Regions from separate parts of the Siniperca chuatsi genome. Here region 2 is linked to region 1. Evidence: chromatin contacts called from public Hi-C data. All regions are on one chromosome and are shown on one strand. The core of a region is the stretch at or near the end of the contact, and the rest is flanking DNA. Distances in the headings are between cores, read along the strand shown. Region 1 overlaps LOC122883167 (ankyrin repeat and SAM domain-containing protein 1A-like). Region 2 overlaps LOC122883167 (ankyrin repeat and SAM domain-containing protein 1A-like).

The links. Hi-C and Micro-C count contacts between places; a contact is called where the count stands out from the background.
Region 2: a Hi-C map of liver shows a contact between it and region 1, with 1.9 times the contacts expected there. The contact joins two enhancer-like sites. A contact is called at or near these places in 2 of 3 Hi-C or Micro-C datasets (liver and skeletal muscle).

Annotation. Positions count from the first base shown.
Region 1 is chrLG10:23,111,375-23,116,514 of ASM2008510v1, forward strand. It overlaps LOC122883167 (ankyrin repeat and SAM domain-containing protein 1A-like), which reads right to left. Exons shown (of 29, transcript XM_044211485.1): 26 at 4,854-4,897; 27 at 4,551-4,649; 28 at 3,225-3,319; 29 at 352-1,877. The coding sequence ends at 1,705. It overlaps LOC122883171 (a long non-coding RNA gene), which reads left to right. Exons shown (of 2, transcript XR_006379573.1): 2 at 1-1,166. Among protein-coding and RNA genes, the nearest start is that of LOC122883170, 5.3 kb to the left of the region's middle. Within about 2 kb of position 1,872, the one cell type or tissue checked has an H3K27ac peak away from gene starts, as active enhancers do. A contact at or near this core is called in liver, where this site is marked.
Region 2 is chrLG10:23,144,071-23,149,317 of ASM2008510v1, forward strand. LOC122883167 (ankyrin repeat and SAM domain-containing protein 1A-like) reads right to left here. Exons shown (of 29, transcript XM_044211485.1): 14 at 1,164-1,657. Among protein-coding and RNA genes, the nearest start is that of LOC122883167, 31 kb to the right of the region's middle. Within about 2 kb of position 2,936, the one cell type or tissue checked has an H3K27ac peak away from gene starts, as active enhancers do. A contact at or near this core is called in liver, where this site is marked.

The sequences.
Region 1 (5,140 bases), core at 622-3,121:
TGTATCTGGACCTCTGTGCTTTTATCTCATGTACTATATTACACCAGCACTGGCTCTGAGCTGCTGCTATCCATCCTTCAGCAAAGAAAGGTTTATGAAATGGATGTGTAGGGTGGAGACCAAACATTTCATCGTGGCACATCCACTGACCTTGTTTGTCCTCTGATCGATACACTCTTAAGGCATAAATACACAGTGTTACCTTGGGCTGTGATACCTGCGGCAGAACTGCAGGTTGTCAAAATCTGACAAAAAACTCTGTTGGGAAAGTTGGGGGAAAAGAATGCAAAAAGTTCCTTGGTAACATTAAAGATCAGTGAATGGACAAATAAAGAGTCAACAGGGACAGCATTTCTAATTGCGCCATTTATTAGTTGTACAATTATGAAAAATAATCATAAAAAAAGACTGGAAGCCCAAGATTATTTACAATCTTTTTTTCTGAAGTGAGGTCCCTCTTCTGAGTCATTGTTTTCTCAGCCTTTTATTTTTTTTAAAATCACAGGGTATTTATTCACGATATGTTTAACTTTATAAGACATAGTCCTTTTCTCTCTTTTGACAAACGTCAAAAATTAACATACGTACATACATACATATACATATATATAGATATCTATAAAAGCAAAAATCATTCAAGTATCAAAATACAGACCGCTAGATTCATGTACAATATCATTCTCATCATTGTTGTCATCAGATTAGTCCCAAAATATCTCTCCTGATCCATAGCAATGTGCAAAAGCAGAACGGGACCAGGCTGATGGCTGAAGGTGCCGACGCCAGCGAGCTGAAGACAGTGTACCATAGAGTTATCGTACTGGCCTGACAACGTACCACATATACAACGGTTAAATCAAAACGACCTGACTATGTACCCATATACACATCGGCTGACCAAGAAGTACCATTAACAGTCAACATACTGGGAGTTAGCTAGGAGAATCATGCTATGTCCTATTGTTCTGTTCTGCAGCTAAAATCTAAAGACGTACCAGCCTGCATGGCAGGTTTGGTGTATAATCTTGCCTATATTAACTGAACAAAGGAGCAGGGAAGGAGAGAGAGAACTGCAGTGAACCACACCTGATCCAGTTCCAGCATTAGGACACATATTTGCCCTACAATTAAAACATAGAAGAAGAAAAAAAAAAAGAGAACACTTTCAAATCAAATAAAAGCCACTCCCGTTATATTATTATTATAGAACAGCCTTTGTAGTGTCAGTTCCTCTGCCCTTTGAGTTTGGTTAGAGTTCCTCCCATGCAAGATTACATTGTTTATCACAGCTATACATTGTGGATGAGAAGCTACAATGTGTGGATACAGGACGAATAATCCAGGAAGGAGTGTGTACCTATAGTGTGAGGTCTCTGTCTGATGTACCTTTGTATCATAACAAAAAAAAAATAAAATAAAGTTCCTCATCTCAGCCACTTCGCCTTTAACCACAATTTCTGCATGGAAGCAATGCAGGTACATTTCCTGAAAGAGTAAACAATAACTCTCTATGAGGGAGGCCTGATAGGTGTTAGGAGGCAACAATTCATTTCTCAGGAAATCCATAAAGCATAACAAATACATCTGACTGGCACAACCATCACTTTCCAACAGACAGGAAGCTAAATGGAGGTGTGTGTGTGCATGTGGAGTGCTGAAGTCGGTGAGGTCAGATGAACGATGGACTGTGCAGTGTTGAAAGCTTTACATCTGTTTGTCTCCGGCCCCGTGTGTTACTGTGGTGAGCACGATCCAAACTGGTGGTGTGATCTGCTGCATAAGAAGTGGATCACTTTTCCAACAAAACATCCTACCCACCATGCAACAGGACTCATTCCTGTCCTTTCTTACTGGCTGGGAGTGGCCACAGTGTTCAGCTATAGGGAAGGGACACAGACACACGCACACAAAGCAGTGAGGTTAAAATAAAGTTTTAAAAAAATAACATTGAACTAATGGACACAAACAGCTTGATGGTGACGGATTACCCCCCCCACTCCCTCTTACAATGATTAACTTGTTTCACCAGCAGCCGTGAAATATTAACCTGGTGTGATTGGCAAAACAAAAGGCAATGCTGACAGGATGAAAGTAGAAGGCCTTTGTTGTGAAAAGAAGAAAAAAGACAGGACAGAGGAAGATGCACTTATTCTTACACATTTGGGGATTTGGTAAAAGTGCTTAGTTATAGTTAGTTCACTCCAGAAGCAGCATCAGGTTTAAATCCTGGTGCTCTGATTGATAGACAGAGCATGCCAGTCTTCAGAAGGTTTGGACTGTCTATTTTCTGGAGCAGCAAGGACCACTAACATGCAGGTCCATATTAGCCTGTATGCCCTATTCTGATCCCCCTTTCCCCCCATAGAAAATCCCCCAAAATGCTTACTTCTTTAGCTCCAAAAAGGACCTTATCACAGTGCTAGGATCTTAGCCTTCTTTGGCTTTGAGCAGACCACTGACAGTGAAAAATATCCCCCTGCGTAACCTCTAACACCATGGCCTCTGAATCCCATTGAACAGAAACAGTCCAACTGACGCATAGAATTACAGAACCAGTTTCTCAGTTTCCTCAGGAAACATGTCCATCCAGGTTTCAGGATGTGTGCAGTGGGTCACTCTTGGCTGCGGTAAATCAGATTTTCTCAGCACTCGGGAGAAGTCAGGAGTTGAAAGATCAGAGTGAAAAGCCTCAGAGTGGCCATTGCCTAATGGAGCAGGAAAAGCACCAAGAAAAAAAGAGCTTATCACCAAGAGTCAATAGTGGGACGTTGACGGGGAAAAAAAGGAAGCACTGTACACAGAGTTCAGGAAGCATATAAGTTAAACAGAGAAGGCAAAAACAGTGAAGGTGAGTGGCAGGCTGGGAGTGTGAGTGATACCAGCTAGAAGAGGGTTGATAAAGTGGAAGGATTGCACTAATAATCAATAAAAAGTGTAGGAGTGGTCGTGGTTTAGCATAAGGGAGGAGCAAAGCACTCGGTTAACTGTCGCAGGTTGTGTAGTTTTTAAATGAGGACACAAGTGATGGCTGAGGGGAGACAGGGGAGGGCAGGGGTCCAGCCCAGAGAGAGCGAGGCAGAATCACAGTGAAAGGCACACAGAAGGAGGGGAAGAAAAGGGGGGTAGGGTTGGGGGGTTGGGGGGTTGGGGGGATTGGGGTGGAAGAGACCAGGCCCAGAAGTCAGAAGGAAGAGGGGTCCACTCAGAATATGGTGGTCTCGTACTTAGTGCTGATAGTGCGCTTGGATTCCTTGGGGTCCACGAGCCACGTGGCGCTGCCCTGGGACTGAGAATCCCCCTCCTGTTCCACAATGTCCCCCTGTAAACACAAACAGAGGGCATAAAACTCTCGGCCTCTCAACAGCAGTGGACCTTAAGCAATTAACTCGTTTAAAATCAGCCAGTAACGGTTGGGGCTGAATCACAGAGGGAAAGGAGCCTCAAAATCATGTCCAGTGACTGTTTACATGCAGATGAACCCTTCTGTTGGCCTTATGCTACTTAATGTCTTATTTGGAAGTCTTATATACACATTTTGTGATAATGCATACATCCCTATTGCCATTAATCAAGAGAAGATCTTCTCACCAACAGGCGGCAATGTCTTGTGTTGACATTTACCCAAAATTGACCCATAAAGCTTTGTAAGTCCAAGTCTGTGTTTGCGAATAATAATGAACGGAGTAATTTCACTACCACGGCAAAGCAATATAAATAATATTAACTATTATAATCTATATCTTATCTTTATATCTATATCTTTATATTATAAAACCTTTTCTTGTGTATTTTACTTTGGTGTGTTTTTAAAATCACGTTTATGTACTGCTTATAATTGCTTAACAGGGGGACATAAAGTAAAGTGTCACCAAATCATATTGGCTTCCCATTAACTTATTATATGTGGAGACAGTTGCAGGAGAGTAATCAAGTTTTACTTTGTTAATTAACTTTTTTTCTCCATGTAAAATGTCATTTGAACTGTGTCATCTTATTCTTAAAAGTCATAAAAGTCACATCCAAAAATGTTCCCCTTCATAAAAAGTGAACTCAATTGACAATCTCATCACAAGTTCCAAGCTTGCAAGTTTAATAGCTTGCTCTGGAGCTTTCAGTTTTCAGTAGTAGGTGGATTTTTATACATGTGCCTTTACTTACTACTGACACAAAACTTCAGTAAAGTCACAGTACTTGTAGGTCATTGCAGCGCTACAGGCACTGAATGGGCTTCTCTGTGAATGTAAACATGGCTTATGTAACTACCAAACTGTCACTAGGGGGCGCCTGAGTCAAAAGTAATATTCAAAGCATTCATCAGTCCACATGTGGCTAAGTGTAGGGAAGTGTGGCTCATCTATATTTATATTTTCTACAAACAATAGTAAAACATACAATAACAGCAATATAAAGGCACATAGAAAAAATGGGTTAAAGAAACAAATGGAGGATTATGGGGTATTTAGGGCAGTGAGAGAAAAAAAAATGAAGGCTGAAAAAACTGCGAGAGGATGGAGATGGGAGAGGATGAGACGAGGATGTGAAGGCAGCACCTGGGCAGCAGGGCTGGCAGAGTGCAGCGGTAGGAAGGAGGGACGGTGGGTGGTGCAGGTGTAACAGTAACAGCAACGACTGTCGAGGGGAGGAGAGTCCTGGGAGAGATAAACAACGCCAAAAGGAGAGAGAAGAGGAAGACACAGAGAGACAAGAAGAGGAAGAGGAAGAAGAACAGAAAGAGCACAAGAGAAACAGGCAGGCTTGAAAGAGAATAAAATAGAGAAATTCACATAGATTTGAATAGTATGAGACAGGAGGAGTCTGATATAGCCAACACAGATCAGACTGTGGCAGCTTACGGGTGTGGATGTGTGTAACTGTGGGAGTGTGAGGCAGGGCGTTTCTAGAAAAGTGCATTTGATTAAATAAAGGTTGAAAATGTGTATAGCAAAACAGAAAGGTGAGGGAAGCACAGACACAGAGAAAGTGACAGTAAACATCACATTCTTACATGATTCTTTTGAGTTCATTAAGCAGCAGCTGGAGATGTGTGAATGGTCCCTGAGTTGTAGTTACCCCATTTATATTCAGCACAAACTCACTTCTTAATGGTTTAATGCAAATGGCCAGACAAACATCAGCACAT
Region 2 (5,247 bases), core at 1,686-4,185, 34 kb after region 1:
TGTATGATGGGTTGTCTCTGCAGAGACTCAGGTTGCTTTCTCAAGCTGTTGCAAGAGAGGACAAGAGCTGAAGTGAGACAGATCTGCAGCTTGTATGTTCTCTCTGAATCTCAATTTCCAAATCTCTGTCTCTTGTCTTACTCTCTCAGCTTCTCAACCGTTTTATCCCCATCTTCTTGTCTCCTCTAATCTCTCCTCTCTGTGGCTCGGCTCAGCTCTTTGTCACCGTCCCAGACAAAGCATTAAAGTGCTGAATGGAGGGATATATTTAGTAATGAATATCCACTGTAATAACAAATACAAGGCAGGATTGAGAAAATAAAAATATACCAATTTAAAACCAAGTAAAATTTTCAATACGGAATAATGCAATACGTTTTCTTAATAAATGAACTCTACTAATCTAAATACTTTAACTATTTACATGTACAAACACACATCACAGTCAATGTGTTTGCTGAAGGTTTGTGTTCAAAACAAGGTAGAGCTCAAATTGCACAGCATCTCCCTCAAGACAACAGGTGGCTTTGAGTTGACAGAACGAGAACAGAGTTGTTTACAGTTGATACTGGGGTTTTCATTTAATCAATTCTGTAGTTGTGGACAAATATCTTGTGGCTGCAGCACAAGCACAAGCTGACTTAGGCCTAACAAGTGAGGCTCTGTAAAAAAATAAAGGACATATTGCGCACAAGAAGAATCCTGGACAATATTCTCATACAACTTTGGATTCATGCTTTAAATCTACTGTTGTAGACTGTGATTTAACATTTGTACTGCATGTGGGAACAATCTGTGTCCATGAATTTGTGTATTATTGTAGCAGGGCTCCATAATGCATGCGTTCCAGATAATATTAATGGTTTGCTTCCTATGGCTTTTCATGACAAGTTTTTAGAAAACAAAAAATTCTGTTTCATTATAATTTTACATATGTTTTGGAATTGTATCTCAGGCTCATTTATTTTGTATGTTAGGCTCCTACCTGGTGCCAAGTGTTTTAGTTTTTTTTAGAAAAGTTTGATCCAATAGTTTTTCTATATTCTGATGAAACATCGTGTAGTTAAATGATTGAAGAAACTGTTGCATTTGAACCTTTAAAAACCTTTCACAGCACCAAACAGCACTTTATTTCCAAAAAGAGGGTGAGACCAAAGACTTACCTCGTCCCATTCTGAGGTGAAAGAGGGAGATTTCTCAAGCCTCTTCTTGCCAGTGCTACAGTTAGAAACAGACTCGCTCCTGTTTCCTAAACCTCCTTCCTCCTCACTAGGAGGCGACACGAGCAAGTCAGAGTCAGACTTGGAGAGGCTGCGTGCCAGCTTCAGATCCCCAGGAGGGCGCATCCTAATGGCAGACATTGCCCCAGCCCCTGAGTCCCTGGGCTCCTTGTTCACAGTTGCATAAATTGCTTTTGGATCACAGTCTGTCAGGATGGCAGCCATACTGGGACGGCTAGGTGGCAGTGCAGCTGCTGCTACTTCCGCTTTTACTTTTGCGGATTTTCTTGGTTCTGGCTGGCTCTGGCTGGACGGCTGAACACCTGGAAGCTTGAAGGGCTCCTCACGGCAGTCGAAGACGGGGGAGGATCCGTGCAGAAGGCCAGTGAACTGCTCCGGGACACCTGCTGCCTGATCCAGGCTGAGCTGGGAGTTATCTAGAGAAAGAGAAAAGGAATGGGCAAAGTCAGTGAAGAAAGAGAGTAATTTCTGAGGGCTGGAAAGCCGACGTCTAACTGAGGGGCAGATCCTTAGAGCAGGGCAAATAAGAAACCACCCACACAAACCCAGAAACAGATCTGTAATTGTTTCCTATGGAGAGTGAGGGAGAGAAAAAGAGGGAGGAGAGGACAGAAGGAGCAAGAAGAAGGCGTATGTTGGCTGGAGAAATAACAGAATTCCAAACCCAGCTTGCAGCCGTCTGACGACTATCCGCTGGTGCCTGACTGCCTGTATTTTATAACAGGGATTTGAAGCTAGTCATCGTTGTGACCAGCCTCATCTCACAGGCCCACTTGTCTGTTAGGTCCATTTTCCCCAAAATGACACAACACTAAGAGTTCCCCCAGGCTACTGATTAAACTTTCATGCAAACACTCACTTAACTTAACTACAGCCAACCACAGGACACAACAAACACACCTGAATATACCACAGAAAATGAACAAGAAGACTCTGAAATATCACCAAGAGGAGTGAAACTTACATCAGGTGCCTTCTCCAAAGAAAACAACTCCTCAATGAGACTGAATGGCAAGAGCAATTAAAAACAATTGGATTTTCCTCCTCCCTCTCCCTGAGGAATTACTGCCACCTAAGCCTCTTTTCAATCAAATCAGCCACGGGATGACAGTGCCCGTTATCATCTACGCAATGGCTTCAGAAAAAACACTAGTCGGTGTGGTTCTGTAATCATCTCCCTTTGCACTGTAGTGATGCGTGTTGTCTGCTGTGTGACCAGCAGCCCTCTGTGTTTTCTGGCTTCTAATTCGAGACCCTAATGGTGGCTCAGGAATGGAAATTTGAATCGCCCTATCCTCCAGCAGCCAGACTCCTGATAATTAGCCGTGTGACACATGGTGAAGGAGTGTGTATAGGGTGTGTGTGTGTGTGTGTGTGTGTGTGGACTGTCTCTGCCAGGGTGACAGGGTCAGGGTGTTTGGTGACAGGGAATCTGGGGCAGTGACACCACAGGAAAAGTAGCGACCTGTTGCAACACTTTGTTTGCCCTTCACAGAAGAGTTTCAGCCGACTGCTAACCATTCGTGGCTGGCTCAGCTCTGCTATCTCTCAACCTGCTGTTCAAAGGCTGAAAACATCAAAAAGAGCTGGCTGTGAAGGACTCAGATCAACAGAACATGAGGGGAGGAAGTATACTCACTCTGACTTCACAAAACTGTCCCATTACCGTTTCAGGGGCCATTTGCAGAGTCGGAATGTGCCAAACAACGCCCTGAACTTCAATTTCACAAGTTACTAAATACGTGTGAAAACCTAGGAAGAGTGTGTGTGGGTGTTTGTGTGTGTAATGAGGGGTGAGTGAGTGTACTGCGCACATATGTCAGGACCACAGCCAAACACCCACCCTCTCCTTGGCAGCTAGGGAGTGTGAACGCCCAATGAGCACATCAGTATGATTCCAACAATCTCACATGGTGTTAACCCTTGCAGAGACCACTGCACCCCCTGCTCATACAGTTCTACGGTAGAAAGTGTGTGCAGACCCAATCTGATGTTATTTCAGCTGAGGTCACCACAGAGGTGGGATGTGTATTTCATTTGGCAACGACAGCTTCATATCTTACTAATGATGTCATGTTTGTTTTGCAGACATTGCAGCAGTGTCGGTGCTGGCTGTCAAGTCCAAAGTCAATTCATGCTCTGCCTATGGAAACTCTGCTCTGTTTTTATTGTAGATTCAAAAGACATTTTTAACTCTGGGTGATGCACTGCAGAAAGTCAATAAACTAGGGCCATCTTATCGATATTTGGACATTTACAGTAAAGCGAGTAAACAAATACTTCTACTGACAGTGCAGGTCAATAAAAAACAATAGTCCCTGTTATCATATTCAACAGTATACACACGATAGGACATAACATCATGTAAAATTATGTAAACGGCACCAAGTACATGAGTAAAACTAATAATTACAACAACTCACAAACAAGCAAACTATTACTATACTTAAACTGATACATCTGGTAAAAGCAATGGTTCTGACAATTTGGAGTAATATGAAGGTTGTTGTAGCTGCTTTTGTTGCCAAACAGGTGCTTTCCAACTTCAGCCTCTCTGCATCCATTGGTGGCGTTGCAGTTCATAGCAGCAATACAAACAACTGTACAATTCTGAAGCAACCATTCAAAGCTTTGGATGAACCATGGAGTGCTTTTAGACATGAGAGGGAAGTGAAACTGTAATAGCTGCACATCCAGTATGAAGAAAGGAACGGATGACTGTGAAACTAAATGAGCAGAAAGTGTTAAATAAGGATAGACTTAAATGTTTAGAACAAATTCTTTAGATTTCCTTCTTCACTACCGCTTTTCATAACTACTTTGGAAACCCCACGTTTATTATTATCTGTGAAGAGTCATAGGATGTTACTACTCATGAGAAATATCCCTTGGAAACCCTATAAAACACGACACAGAGGTGGATATCTGTTGGGAAACACTATATTCCTGCTGAGAACAGCAATGTGTTTGTGACAGATGATAAAAACAGTGGTATCGCTGACCGTGCATATATCTCACCACCTGCCACAGAGTGCTGAGGTCTGGACCCTGACTGTCCACACAGGGGGAACAAATCAGATCTCAGGTCGCCTCAATCACAATAAAAACCATATTCACATGAGCAGAACTAAACATTTAGGCTCAGTCAGCTGTCCGGGTTTATGTAAACAACAAAAGTGTGAACCATAACTTGCTGATGTGTAAACAGAAAATAAAAGAAAAATTACAACGTGGTACTCGCATACAAACCAGACTTGTGGTTTTTGTGGCTTTAAAAAGGGGAAAGGAGTGTATAACTTGAGAGTCACTAAGGACAATATGCGAGGAAAAAGGAAATGAATGGCCCTCTATGGTTCAAGAAGTGTTTCACATTTCTCTCACTCAACACAACAAAAGCCTTTTAACAATAACTGTCAAACTGACTCACATATTCTTGAGTCCTGTGGCAAAACATGTTCCACAAATACAAGTGCTGCTTCTGCTTGTAAAACAACTTGTCCATAGACCACTAGCTAAAATTTTAAATCAATCAAAAAGGGCTATATCAACATAAAGGTGCAATGACACTGTACCGAGACTAAATGCACAAAAATCAGTGCTGAAAACGTGTCCTATTGTTTTTAACTATCCTCATCATCAGATATTTTCAAGAAGCAATAAAATCAAGAAGGTTATGGTAGACCTATTATACTGTACTGATGTTGCTGCAGTCCATCTACAAATTCTGTTGAGAAAAAAACGTAAAACTCTTTCCCACAACCACAATAAGAAATTAATTAAACAAGCACCTCAAAGCTATAAAAAAAAAAAAACGCTGCTTCCTCCCGTAAACAGCACCATCAAATCAGCTTGCCTACCATGCTTCTTTCTACAGTTCCATTTGCAAACATGCTACAAAAACAATTATTCAATAAAGATATCTGTATGCATGTCAGCAAAAAACCCAGAGGCCATGCTCCTTACCTCCGCTCCATTCTTGACTGGATGACGTGGCATATCCAGCTTT